Linked DNA regions of Mus musculus: region 2 is linked to region 1. Evidence: chromatin contacts called from public HiChIP or PLAC-seq data. All regions are on one chromosome and are shown on one strand. Each heading gives the region's core, a stretch centred on a gene start, on an enhancer-like site or on the middle of the called end of the contact. The rest is flanking DNA. Distances are from core to core; before and after follow the strand shown. Region 1 overlaps Maff (v-maf musculoaponeurotic fibrosarcoma oncogene family, protein F (avian)). Region 2 holds the start of Tmem184b (transmembrane protein 184b).

Evidence for each region. HiChIP or PLAC-seq counts read pairs in DNA pulled down with a chosen protein or histone mark.
Region 2: a contact with region 1 is called in an HNF4G HiChIP or PLAC-seq map of pancreatic cancer cells. The contact joins the promoter of Tmem184b here to the enhancer-like site in region 1. A contact is called at or near these places in 3 of 39 promoter capture datasets (the 3T3-L1 cell line, embryonic stem cells and macrophages), 8 of 484 Hi-C or Micro-C datasets (bone marrow-derived macrophages, cortical glia, embryonic fibroblasts and 3 more), 15 of 115 datasets of contacts at active chromatin or transcription factors (the HPC-7 cell line, a colorectal cancer cell line, double positive thymocytes and 11 more) and 4 of 9 other capture datasets (adipose tissue, embryonic stem cells, liver and 1 more).

Annotation. Positions count from the first base shown.
Region 1 is chr15:79,358,983-79,361,522 of GRCm38.p6, forward strand. It overlaps Maff (v-maf musculoaponeurotic fibrosarcoma oncogene family, protein F (avian)), which reads left to right. Exons shown (of 3, transcript NM_010755.4): 3 at 1-94. Tmem184b (transmembrane protein 184b) reads right to left here. Exons shown (of 9, transcript NM_172608.1): 9 at 1,702-2,540. Among named protein-coding and RNA genes, the nearest start is that of Maff, 13 kb to the left of the region's middle. Within about 2 kb of position 1,264, at least 38 of the 459 cell types and tissues checked have an H3K27ac peak or open chromatin away from gene starts, as enhancers often do. A contact at or near this core is called in a colorectal cancer cell line, embryonic fibroblasts, pancreatic cancer cells and 1 more, where this site is marked.
Region 2 is chr15:79,402,041-79,404,580 of GRCm38.p6, forward strand. It overlaps Tmem184b (transmembrane protein 184b), which reads right to left and starts at 1,263. Exons shown (of 9, transcript NM_172608.1): 1 at 1,145-1,263.

The sequences.
Region 1 (2,540 bases), core at 14-2,513:
GAGTTTATTTATTTTCTGACTTCAAGTGAGCCAGTTATCTGCCTTGAGTATTTTGTAGACTTTCTGAATAAAGTCAAGTTCTCTTTTTCCACAAGAGAAGTGTATGTCTTGGACTATTTTGTGTGTGCTCTAAATGAGTGGCCTCGGATGGGTGGGAAGGGACTTATGGGTGAGGGGAGGCTATATCCCATTGCTAGCTCTCACAAGCAGGTGTGGATGGAGATAGGCAAGAAATGAGCTCAGACTGTACAGAGCCAGGGAGAGACAGGTCCTAAGCTTTGAAAACTGTCTTCCTTCTACTTTCACATAAGTCTGATTTTTTTTAAAAAAGATTTATTATTTTATGTAAGTACACTGTAGCTGTCTTCAGACACACCAGAAGAGGGCGTCAGATCTCATAACAGATGGTTGTGAGGCACCATGTGGTTGCTGGGATTTGAACTCAGGACCTTTGGAAGAGCAGTTGGTGCTCTTAACCACTGAGCCATCTCTCCAGCCCCAAGTCTGATTTTCTACAGCCCTGTGGGAACTACATCCCAGTGTTTTTGAGCCAGGGAGAGAGAACTACTGAGTTCTGGGAGCTAGGCTTCAGTCTCAGTCAGGGGATGGGTTTGTATGCATACTCACTGACTCTGCCATCCTGGTGAGGGGTGGACTCCTCTGGTCTTCAGCCAGGGCAGTAGGGTTTTTCTGGGTGGTACTGCCTGGTTTCTTATAGCTCCAGTTTACTTTGAAACACTGGTTCTCAACCTTCCTAATGGTGGGATCTTTTAATACAGTTCATGTTGTAGTGACCCCTAACCATAATCTGTTGCTAGTTCATAACTGTCACCTTGCTGCTGTTATGAATCACAATGTAAATATCTGATATACAACCCCTATGAAAGGATTGGCCGACCCCCGGAGGGGTCACTTTACTATAACGGTGCTATAGAGGACTAGTCTAGAAAAGCCAGAAGGGCTGCAAAACCTAAAAGCACAAGAGATGCTAGAGGAATCTTGTATGTGGCAAGTCCGGGAGTGAGGGAAGAGGCCAAAGAAAGGGGCAGAGGGGAGAGCCCGATCACGTGGCTTGGCTGGACCCACAGAACTTTCTCCCCCTCAGATTGGGGCTGTGCCAAGACTTCTTCCTGAGAGGCCTGGCAGCTGGAAGGGGTATTGGGTGGGGGTGGGGGTGTGCACAGACAATGTAGGTAGGCCGTTTACCTTCGGGTTATAGGCTGCTTAGGAAGTTCCCTCCCCCACGTGCATTCCAGTCATGCCTGTCACCCATAGGCCAGGCTCTTGGAAAGGCATGGTGCATGCAGGGAAGGTACCCATGACCAGGAGCTCCTGCCCTAGGCTCCTGGTCCCTAAGGATGGAGGGTTGGCTCAGGGAAGATGAGGCAGGTGTGCAAGTCTTCTGGGAGATGCCTTACAGAAGAGGTGACCACCTGCCTCTGGAAAAAAACAAGGACTGAGGCCCAGCCCTCTCAGGGATGGGGAGAGGAAATTCCCCGTGTTAGGCTGTCTGGGAAGAGAGAAGAAACTGTCAAATAGGGATGTGGGACCTGATTTTAGACCCAGACGGTGTAAACGCCCCCATGACCTACATCCACTTCACACACAGGAAGAGAGAGGGTGGACGTCTCTGCCCACGGCCACTACACTTCTCCCAGACAAGAGGGGAAAAGAAAAAAAAAACCTCGCTGGCAGGCAGAAGAGATTTCAATACAATCTATATTATCTCATATATATATTTCTTCCTGACTTTATTTGCTTGCTTCTGTCACGCATTTAAAATATCACAGAGACCAAAATAGAGCGGCTTTCTGGTGGAACGCATGGCAGTCACAGGACAAAATACAAAACTAGGGGGCTCTGTCTTCTCATACATCATACAATTTTCAAGTATTTTTTTTATGTACAAAGAGCTACTCTATCTGAAAAAAAATTAAAAAATAAATGAGACAAGATAGTTTATGCATCCTAGGAAGAAAGAATGGGAAGAAAGAACGGGGCAGTTGGGTACGGATTCCTGTCCCCTGTTCCCAGGGACCACTAGCTTCCTGCCACTGAGTTCCCCCACAGCCTCACCCATCATGTCACAGGGCAAGTGCCAGGGTAGGTGGGGACCAGTGGAGACAGGAAGCAGCAACATACTTTGGCCTGGAAGATAAGGAGAAGTCTCAGAAACACACTGGTGGAAGCAATCCCACGGCCGTGCCCCAGGAGCTCCCACCTGTCTGCTGCCTCCCTGGGTGGCTTGGGAGCAGCTGGCCAGGCCCTCTGGGTGGGGCCGAGCTGGCCTCTGGGCCGTGTGGAAGGAAGGAAGGAGGCTAAGAAGGTTGCTAGGATGTGACAGCCCCATGAGGTCCCTCCCTATGGACCCCAGGGAAGGAACCTGTTTGTTCCAGAGGTGACCAAGGGGAGAGCATCCACTGAAGGCTACAAGGTAGGGCTCCCCACCACTCTCCACCTCAAGAGGCTACTGGAGCCAAGACCAAGTGCTGCTTGAATTCTGCTTACCAGGCCCCTGCCACCCTACCTCTGAGATCCCA
Region 2 (2,540 bases), core at 13-2,512, 43 kb after region 1:
CCTCCATACTCCTCAGTCTTTTGTCTTCTGTTTCTGGAATCCCTGTGATTCTTTCCAATTCTGATTCTGCCCCAAGCACCTGAGAGCTCTTCGATGCCTCGATCCTCACATCTGTGTGCGGGGTGAGCACCAGTCTAGCTTCTGGGGCTCCCACACCCAAGGGTTCCAACTCCGGCCCTGCACAGAACTCTCAAGATACTCAGATGTGCCGAGCCCAAGGGCCCACCAAACTTGTTGACACGAAGAGGGATGCTGCAAACAGCCTGTCAAAAAAGCCAGACCGTGGAGACCTGCACCTCCCCCTGCTGCTGATGCTGGTGGGGTGTGTGTGTGTGTGTGTGTGTGTGTGTGTGTTGGCTGAGTCTGCAGCACTTGCCTCCAGGGCACAGATTGCTACTTCTCTCCTTACATAAAGCACCTGGCAGCCAGATGAATAATACATAGACCTTCACCTCACACCCAGGTATCAGGCAGGCAGACACCTGCTTTGCCCCACCAAGGCCTCCAAGGAGGGAGGGATGAGATGTCCCGCCTCATACAGTCCTCCAAGAAAGGATACAAACTAAAAATCCGAGCCCGTTCCCCAGACTCCCTAGCTTTGCCACTGCCTGGAGCTCCTTAGCCCCAAGCTAAGCATCCAAGCAAGGTGTCCAAGGGCGTGCCCAGGCAAACAGGCACCACACACCCAAACCAATCTCTAGGGTTCCTTTGAACACCCAGCATCCTGGGAGCCCCAGATCCCTATCCCCCTTCAAATCTACTGACCTGTGTGCAAAGCGCGCGCACACCCCCATTTACGCATGTACCGTCTCAAGGGCCGACCACCGGGCCAGGTCAAAGCCACTGCACTGAGGACCGACGTCTCCCCGCCCCGTTCGGTCGTGCCAGGCTGCAGCACACCCACCGCGGTGCGCACAGTCCCATCGGTAAGAGGCTGGGCCCCGCGCCGCCCACCCCGACTCCCCCACGAGCAGGTCCGGTTACACTCAGGGCCCCGCCACGCTGGCGAAGCGGGCACACCCACGGGCCGCTTGGGGGCCTCCGAGTCCCTGCCTCCCCGCGGGAAGTCCCCAGAGTGGAGTTCTCCCCAAGGTGCAGCCCCCGCCCGGTCCCCGTTCATCCCGTGCATCCGCCGCCCGGGTACCTCAGGAGCCCATGGCGCTGGAGACTGCAGGCGGAGCAGGCGGCGCCGCAGCCCGGTATCTCGGCCGCCGCTGGCGCGTCCCGAGCCCCGCCGGGTACCGCCGCGCCGCGCCTGCGCACTAGGAACGCCGCTGGCGGGGGCGGGGCCGGAGCGCGCCGCTGAGGTCACTCGCCGAGCCTTAAAGGGGCCGCGCGCTGCGAAGCACCACGCGCAATCTCGGGTCAGGAGAATGGTGAGGTCCTCTTGCAACTCGCAAACGCACCGCGAGAGACCCAGGGCCCAGGTTTCCTAGTCCAGTCCCACCCACCACAGTCCTGGGATGCACAGTCTGACCCGCGGGATACAGACTGTCCCGGACACTCGCGAGCTAGCTTGAGTTTCAATTCTCTGAAAGCCTTGTATATGCCAACGCTGAAGGTGAAACGAAATCTAGTTGACGTTTGAGACAGGGAGGGTGAGTGTGAGACTGTGGAACGGACTTCCACGGAACGTTTTGTATAGTTATGCAAAATGAAACTGCTCTAGTGGAGCTGCCCCACCTCATTCCTAGCAGCCTAACGAACCGATTCTAGAGGAGTCATTCCAGCCCCTACCCCACTTTGATTTGTGAGGTCCTCGTCTTACCCAGATGACTGAAATGTGTAATATGCAACCAAGTTTATTTTTATCTCCAGCTCCAAATGTCTACCGACGCCTCTTACTTAGCGGGCTCAGCTGCTTTCCCCTCCACACACATTTCTTCTTCACAGCATTCCCCAATCCCTGCTTCCAGTCTTCAAGCCAGAAAGTCTAGTATTATCCTTGAGTGCTGCCCTCCCTCTCCCCCTCGTCCCATCAGCTTGGGCAAGACATCCTGTATCCCTAGACTCTGACCTCCACACTACTGAACTGCTGTCATGTCCAGGCTCTGCCCAGGTACTGTGAGCATCTACTTAGCCCGATTTTCCAACCTTGTCCTCGGCGGGTCTGTGCCAATGTGAGAATCAGGGATTCCTTTAAAAATCCAAATCGTTGGAGGAATGCTTGCTTACCATTCACCAGACCCTCAATATAATTCTTTGCACCAAAGTAAACAAACAAACGAACCCACCCAAGATGAACTATATGGCACTTTGCTCAAAACCCTTAATTAGTTCCTCATGCCATTCCAAATGAAGCCAACATCTGCAGATCTCTGCACAGCCTTGATCCAGCATCACCCTCCGCAGGCATGCCTGGCCTCATCTCCTTTTCCTGAACACTGACCTCTTGCTTTCCCTACAACCAAGTACAAGCATTCAGCTTCCATGCCTTTGCACCTGCTGTCCCCTCTGCTGGGGCTACAGTTTCCCCAGACATGTCTTCAAAGTCTTGCTTGGCTGGCTTTACTAGGGAAGCTGAAGCAGGATTGTTCTGA